Regions from separate parts of the Zea mays genome. Here region 2 is linked to region 1. The links are chromatin contacts, called in public Hi-C maps. All regions are on one chromosome and are shown on one strand. Each heading gives the region's core, a stretch centred on a gene start, on an enhancer-like site or on the middle of the called end of the contact. The rest is flanking DNA. Distances are from core to core; before and after follow the strand shown.

Region 1 (4,184 bases), core at 1,141-3,640:
TGTACGTGAATTGCTGATCCTGACACGTACATGGTTCGCATTCGGTTTGCCTTCTAAAACCAGGTGTGACATGGATCGATAAGTGAAGCCCAGTCTAGCTCAAGTTTGACTCTTTTGAGCCAAACTCCTTTACTTCTTTTTTTACTCTCTTTGTGAAAGTCGCCTAGAGGGGGTGGATAGACGAAACCTGAAAATTATAAACTTTGAACACAAACTTCGCCCGGGGTTAGAGTTAGAACGAGTAATAATGAAATCGGAGTGCGGAAGAGAGTTGTTCTTGCTATGAGTTGCTCAATCAATGTGGATAACATTGGGAGCTAACTCAAAGAAATTGCAAGCAAGAGAACTTTAGAGAGAGAGGAGAGGCGAGGAAAAATCAAATCACAATACAAGATTAGCATAAAGACACGAGCGATTTGTTTCTCGAGGTTCGGTTCCAAAGAATCTACTCCCCGTTGAGGAGGCCACGTAGGCCGGATCTCTTTCAACCCTTTCCCTCTCTCAAACGATCACTTAGATCGGTTGAGTGCTTTTTCTTAATCTCGAGAGTCACTTAGACCCCGCAAGGATCACCACACAATTAGGTGTCTCTTGCTAGCTTTACAAGCCACTTGAGAGTTTAGAAAGAGTTGAAGAAAGCACGATTAAGAAAATCCAAGCAACAAGAGCAATAAGAAAATTACAAGATTACACTCTCTCTAGACTTTCCAAGGCACTAATCACTGATGATCACTAGTCACAATTATGACACTTGGAAGAGTTTGGAAGATTTGAATGTGTCTTGAAATGAAGTGCTTGCTCTTGTATTGAATGAGAATGAATGAGATGCTAGGATGAAGTGAATGGAGGTGATTGGAGTTGTATTTATAGTCATCAACCACTTCCTAGCCGTTCAAGTGGCCCACATCTCGTACTCTCATATATATTAGCATTTAATATTCAGCGTAGCATGCATCGGGTAGTTGTATCTTATGTAATGCTATATGAAATAACATCTTTGGATATTGTGACAAGATATAGCCCGTGTTTGGTTCAGCTTCCGAGCTGCTTCTGACCGGCAGAAGCCCATGATGGTTACCAAACGGTCGGATTCTGGACCAGCTTCTCCGGGAAGTGCTTCCTACGACTGCAGTAGTAGCACGCCAAGTCCGAAGCGATCTGAAGGCCGCGTCCGTGAGAATCTGAGTGAGCGACGGTATGTTTACTTGTAAAACTTATGCACTATCAGTTTAAATTAATTTGTAACATTTTTGTATTTATAGGATGATAAAGTACTTTATTGTCAAACACCTATATTTTTATAGGTCAGCTTCTCTCCACACCAGCTTCTCCTTACATGCAGCTTCTCACAAAATCCCCTCAGAAAAGAAAAAAAACTGATCCAAACAGTCTCATAATAAATTGAGAATAGGCTAAGCTGGAGAGTGACGCAAACCATTCAATCAATCATATCTCAATTCTCAAAACTTGGAGCTGGGGGCTACCCCGCTACACTCGAACTCGATAGAGGTACGCTGACATGGGAGTGTCCGAAGTTGTTAATTTTGCTGTGAGAAACGACAATTGAGACGGCCTAGTGACTGAACGTTGCTGCGAGGAACATGTCCTCCTCGCTCCCAATCCACCCGCACTGGCCGCAGCGCTCGCCGGCACGGCAGCACTCGGGGGGCACGCCGCCGGGCGTCCTTCCCGTCGTCACTTGAGCACCGGCGACGGCGTGGACAGCCTCGGCCTCGACGAGCAGCTTCGGCGCCTTGCACCCGCCCAGCTCGCGGTCGCGGCCCACCTGCGAGAGCGAGAGCGTGAGCCACCGCTCCGCCGGCCGCGACGACGACGACACGTCGGGCCACGGGAGCTCGGCGCGCGCCAGCACCCGCGACGACGGCCTCCTTGCCCGTGCCGCGGCCCCCAGCAACGCCGCCGCCAGCCCGGACGAGGACGGGCGCGGCCTCCAGCGCAGCTCGAACGCGATCCCCGCGGCCGGCGCCGCGCCGCCAGTGCCACTGCTGCCACCACGGCGCTCGAAGCGCGCGAGCTCGCCGCCCCAGCGCAGGTCCCCGCCGCACGGGACCTCCCGCGTGTCCACGCGCAGCCGCCGCCGCCCGTCCCCTGCCGGCACGTAGTACCTCAGGAAGAGGGTCCCGCCGCGCTCCAGCTGCTCTTGGTCTAGGCCGTCCACCCTGACGACCCTGACGCTCAACTCGAGGCTCGGCTGCGCCCTCGATCCGGCCATGAATGGTTGGTTATGTTATGCCTTGCGCGCTTCTTGCAGGGGGCAGTGGCTAGCTATAACAGCAACGTACGCACGCAGCAGCACTGCTGGTCGTCCGAGCTAGTTGAATACTCAGCTGCGGTTCGTAGGGCTAGCGCTGGGTAGGGTTGAGCTGATGTGGAGTAGTAGTAGTAGTAGAGTTGCATGCGCAAGGCTCCGATATATAGGCGGACAGACACGCACGCGCACACGAGTGCTCTGCGCTCGTGGAAACGGCCCTCGCTTTCTCGAGGGACCGCCCGATCGATCGATGGAGCCAGGCCAGCCGAGTGGGCTGCGATTCGTCCAGCCTTGTAGTGGTAGTGGGGGGTGTTGGCTTTGATCCCCGCGTGAACCCTTGGGCGTGTCAAGGGTGATTTGGCCATTGGAGCAGTGACGGGGACCGATCAGCTAGCCGATGGGCAGATAAGGATGCGCCGCATCAAATTGCGAGGCCGATATCGTTAATTATTATGCGGGGTTAGCAGATGTGTGGTTAATTATGCGGGGGGAGGCGGCCATGGACGCAGGGGAGGTAGACTGATTGCGCACGTCCGCACCGGATCCATCGGATAAGCAGATGGGGACGGGCGGTTCCGAACTAGTTGTATTACACCTCGGATCCATCGGATAAGCAGACGGGGACTCTCCCAGGCCCAGCCGCCTTTCCCCCCGCTCTGGACTCTGGAGACGATGTTAAACGTGTTCTTATCGGTGATTCGCGCTCGGAGAACTCCGGCCAGTCGCGTGATTCGGGGGGGCGAGCGAGCGTTCTAGTGCTCGGTTGACCCGGATCCACTGCCTGCAGCTGCAGTGGCCGGAGGAGATGGTGGGGGGTGCCTACACTACACTCGCGCCTTGGATGGGGATGTCGACAGATTCAATTAGGAGAGCAACAGCAACACCACATTTCATCACTACATGTTCCTAGCATTATTGCAAGCAACACTGCCCAGCTGCCTCCTCCACTGGGGGCCACGGCCATCTGACGGACGATCATCCAGCCATAATCCCAGATCGTTCACGTACGAGCCAGTGGCAGGGCAGCAGCGTTCCTGCTTTTGCCATGTCGAGTCGGTTGACCGCGCAAAAGATGGTCAAATTGACTCCGTCCCAGCCACGCGCGGAGTGCTCCAGGATTTCCGCACTACCTGCAAGCTCCGTCTGCCTCTTGTGTGTGTGTGTGATCTGGATATCTGATTCAGATCTGCGGCAGATTGGATCTACCAACGGCACAGAAACCCCACGCCCTGTATTCATGTTCTGTACGAGCGAGATACAAAGGAAGCGGTCGCCTAAATATACTGCTACAACAAATACCTCTTTTTTTTTCTTGGACTTGAGAGGGAGGATGAACCAAGGCACGAAGGCGCCGGAACTGTTCAATTGACCAAAAAAAATAGAAGTGAATGTGTGGTTACAATTATGACGTAAAAAATCGACATGTCTCTCTGACTACAAAAGCAGTGAGGAGCTTATTTGCAGCACAACCAAGTCAAGGGGTGGGTGGGGCCGGGAGGTGCTATCTCGGTTATGCACTTGAGTCTGCAGCGGTTCCCTTGGCTCGCTCCGCTTCGATCATAGCCTTGATGTAGAATTCACCTGCCTTGTACGAAGACCGGACCATTGGCCCAGACGCAACGTAGCGGAACCCCTGTGCCATTTGCAACAAAAGATAAGGCGGTTCTGTCAGCAACCCCCCCAGCTAAATACGAGCAGATGCGGGGAAAACGACTCTGTGCTTGAAGCTCGGTGACGATGAGAGATTCTAGGAACCGATAAGAACGATGACAAGTAATGAAGCCTACAAACGAACCGACGCTGCAGCATAGGTGAAAAAACGAAGGTTTCTAAAGCCTCGTTTTGCTAGCACAACTATGTTTGGATTACTAAGATAGAATCACAAAAAGGAATGGAAATGCTATTTATGGTT
Region 2 (4,184 bases), core at 895-3,394, 230 kb before region 1:
AATAGGGGGGAAAATAGGGGGAAAAAGTGATATAGGGGAAAAAATTTAGGGGTAACGGTTGCGGATAGCCTAAGACTAACTGCAACGGCAGCCCCTACGCAGCCCCCTCCCCTTGCATGCGGCCTGTAGGGGGCACTCTACGGCCGCAGCGGTGCCCCCTACAGCGCCCTCTACACGCCGGCCCCCTTCTCTCTCCCCCCAGATCTCGCGTGTCACTGTTCATCACCCTAAACACTGTGTTGTGGGTCCACGAGTAATTGTTAGTAGATAAAAAATTGATAGTTGATATAGAAAATGATATTTTATAATTGTAGTGGGATATAGGGGAGTATTTAGGGGGGACCGCTGCGGGGATGAAAAAATAGGGGGAAAAATAGGGGGGAAGTGATATAGGGGGAAAAATTTAGGGGTAACGGTTGCGGATAGCCTAAGGACTCTTCCTTTAGTTTGCTTGGAATACAAGTCCTCTATGGACTATAAATACAAGTGCCCCCTTCTCTCTTGTGTGCCGCCGCTAGCCCTAACCACCAACCACTCTAGCCCCAACCGGCCACCCCCCCAAGCAGGACCATGACACTTGGTATCCGGAGACCTGATCGGATCCATAGGCAACACCAACACCACCATGGTGCTGCAGCAGCTGCTTCGCGTTCATCAATAACCTCACAAGCGCTTCACTGAGATAAAGGAATACCTTATCAAGATCAACACACGCTTGACCACCATAGAATAAACACACGCCAAGGATGACACCAAGTCATCAACGTGTCATAGCAACAACAGAGTTGTCGCTGTGGTATTCGTGTCGATCAAAGTTTCTCAAGTTTGACTGGACTTGTAGAAACTATTAGCAACATATGTATCTCCAAATAAGTTTATTAGGAAAACAGATACAAAGATCTATCTCATAATAGTAATTATGTACTATAAATATTAATATTTTGTTGTATATATTTGGTCAAAGATAAAAATGGTTGACTCGTAGAGAATGACAAATATTTTGGAACGGAGGAGTATGTGTGGATGTGTGCTATGTAAGCTCAAAATATTGACCAGGTAAGTAAGCTTAATTAACCACATAAGTGAAATTTATGGTTGCCTCACAATTTTGTAGCATCTTTGGTTCTATTGTGAACCTTGAAAGGAATCCAGCACTCTCAATTTAACCAGAGTAGGATCAAGCGATTTCTCAACCTAAAGCGTTCTATCATACTGGAACAATTTCTCAGTAGCCCATGTCATGCTGAAATTATTCGGGAAAAAGGGGAAAATCAATTCATAGAAAATTCTTAACAGTTTTTCATCAGCCAATACCAATCTGAGAGGTAAAATCCAAACTATGCAGTTTTCAGCATCCATCGAGCAGTCCGCAGAGTAGCAGATTTCAGTGCCCACTTGTAATAAGCATTTAAAGGCATGAGATCAATCTCACCAGTTTAAATTTGTGCAACTTCTCTAAGAATCACTGTACCAAACTCAGAAGTGGTGAAATTTCCAGTAAAATTAGTGCCCTCTTGCCCTATAAGTTCAGGACACACCATATGAATTTCACCGACCACGAGAGACAACAGTACCACTCCAGCTGTCGAAGGGGGAAGAAACTAAGAAAGAGACCGGGATCAAAAGGCGGTTTCTTACGCGAGGATCCACTTCCCGTTAAGGAGCGTAAGCGCCTCCGTAGGAGCCGGCGTGGGGTTGCGCGTCTCGAGCTGCGTGATGAGCTCCAGCACTTTGGCTCGTGACTCGCTGGACGCCCGCAGGCCCCGCTCCGTGCCGTACAGCGCGTCCTTTAGCTGCGCCTTGAGCTCCGCGACCTCTCTCGCCTCCGGCGCCTCCGCCACCGCGGCCCCCGTGACAGCGGAACCGCCCTCGGGCTCCGGCCCCCACTCGTCCTCGGGGCCATCGCCCGGCGCCGGCGCTGCCGCCGCCCTCGCAAGGACGAGTCGACGCGCAGAACGCAGGCATGGGAAGCGCGGTGGGTTCGGGAACGCGAAGGCGCCGGTGCTGCGGCGGTTAGACGAGGACGAGAGCGACGGTGATGGCGATCGGAGGACGAGAGCGTTGAGGAACGCGGAGGACGCCATGGTTTACACGCTTTCTCCCTCCTTGCGTAGCTTTGTCCGGCTTCCTACTGCGCTTCTGCGATGGTGAGGCGTGGACGCGTGGTAGCCTGGTACTTCGTCCCTCCACAAAGATATATACAATTCTTATTTTCAGGAAATGAAAATATTTGAAATTATATTAAAAATTATTGTGCAAAATATATTATTTACTATAAATTTAATTAAATTTGAACTAGTGATACGAATGGTTGTATTTTCTCTTTTTGACGGAGGAAAAAGATGATACCTATTTATCGGTTTGAATGGCCGTATAGGACATAGAATTGAATTAAGTTTAATATCAAATCAGTCGTATTGAAGCAAAATATTTTTTATTTTTTTATTATTTTAAATATTATCGAATTAGAGTTTAGAAGTCTAATTCCATGTAATTCATAGGGGTGACACTCTGTAGGAGAGTGAGTTTTTAGTTATAGTCTAATTTCAAGGATTGAGTTTTGTGCTCCAATATCTATAGCAAAATGGATATATAGAGCGTGTTTGGCATGACTCTAGTACAAAACTCTAAGGTAGAGCTAACTAGAGCCTGCCAAACACAGTAACTTCAGAGTTGTAAACTCCATAGAGTTTTTAGAACTACAGTACAATTTATTTGTTGCTGCTACGTAGTCTCTAATATAGCAATCTAAACATGGAGTTTAGAGTTATTTATTTGTCATTGTCACTGGTTACACAACCTAAAATTTGAAGTAGAGCTACTCTGTAATGGAGCAGAGTTATACCAAACACGTTCATAATGTATTTGTTGTAGAGTTCTGTTGGGGACTTGTTCTCAAATGCTATGAATTAAGAACAAGGCAACATAAAGTGTTAAATGTTAACGTCCTTCGTCCATGAAACATTATTCCCTTGAGGATAATGGGCCTTGGACGAAGGCTGATGAGAGTATAATTACGAAGTTAAACCTTCGTAATAAAATTTCAATAGATATTGTAAGACAACATAAAATAAAAGGTATAAGATGGGTGAATAAATCATAGACGAATTATATTATATCTACTTAATATATTGAATCATTAAATACAATAATACCTATGCCTTGGCAAAGGTTGGATTCTGAGAGATGCGATTGCAATTACCAGAATGCGTGAACAGTAAAGGAATACTGTTCACTATTTATAGGCACAGGACGCAGCCTGTGAGGAATTACAAGTATGCCCCTTATAAAAGCTTACAACATTGACTCAGACCTTTATGGACTAAAAGGTCATTCTATCTTTAAGTCGGTTTGTAATACCGAAGCTTCACGAAGAGGAACCTTCGGCCATCTTATACAAACAGCTTCAGCCGAAGACCGCTTCTTCCTGTAAGACCTTCGGCGACGAAGCATAGGCCCAACAAGTTCTACACTACTATTCTTCGTGGACTCATGAGCGTGCGGAGAGGAGGTATAGAAGTGGAAGATGATTCTATAGGGGCATAGCCACTGATTTGACTTGTTTGCTTTGGCTTTTTTTTCTGATCAACTTTTCTAAAAATCTGACTGGAGATAATCTGATTGTGATAAAAATCTGAGTATTGCAGGAATTATATGTGAAGGAAGACGAGGTGGTCCATAGAATTCAAAATCACAAACCCAAGAGACCTTAAAGGGATTATTGAGACGGACTCAAAATGAGTTCGGCTTAAGGATCAAAATGATTAGAAGCGACAATGGGACGGAGTTCAAGAACTCACAAACAGAAGGCTTCCTTGAGTAGGAGGGCATCAAGCATGAGTTCTCTTCTCCCTACACACCACAACAAAATGGTGTAGTGGAGAGGAAGAATAGAACTCTACTTGACATGGTGAGGACCATGCTTGATGAGTACAAGACTTCGGACCGGTTTTGGGCAGAAGCAATCAACACCGCTTGCTACGCCATCAATCGTCTCTACCTTCACCGAATCCTCAACAAGACATCATATGAACTCCTCACCGGTAAAAAGCCCAATGTTTCATATTTTAGAGTCTTTGGTAGCAAATGCTTTATTCTTGTTAAAAGAGGTAGAAAATCTAAATTTGCTCCTAAGGCTGTAGAAGGCTTTTTACTTGGTTATGATTCAAACACAAGGGCATATA

What was found. Hi-C and Micro-C count contacts between places; a contact is called where the count stands out from the background.
Region 2: a Hi-C map of ear shows a contact between it and region 1, with 1.8 times the contacts expected there. The contact joins the promoter of LOC100284078 here to the promoter of LOC103646370 in region 1. A contact is called at or near these places in 3 of 25 Hi-C or Micro-C datasets (ear, endosperm and tassel).

What each region holds. Positions count from the first base shown.
Region 1 is chr2:45,012,733-45,016,916 of Zm-B73-REFERENCE-NAM-5.0, reverse strand. It overlaps LOC103646370, which reads right to left and starts at 2,390. Exons shown (of 1, transcript NM_001365043.1): 1 at 1,426-2,390. The coding sequence starts at 2,233. The coding sequence ends at 1,574. It overlaps LOC100279807 (Lipoyl synthase, mitochondrial), which reads right to left. Exons shown (of 4, transcript NM_001152763.1): 4 at 3,483-3,905. The coding sequence ends at 3,783.
Region 2 is chr2:45,238,039-45,242,222 of Zm-B73-REFERENCE-NAM-5.0, reverse strand. It overlaps LOC100284078, which reads right to left and starts at 2,144. Exons shown (of 3, transcript NM_001156976.2): 1 at 1,639-2,144. The coding sequence starts at 2,084.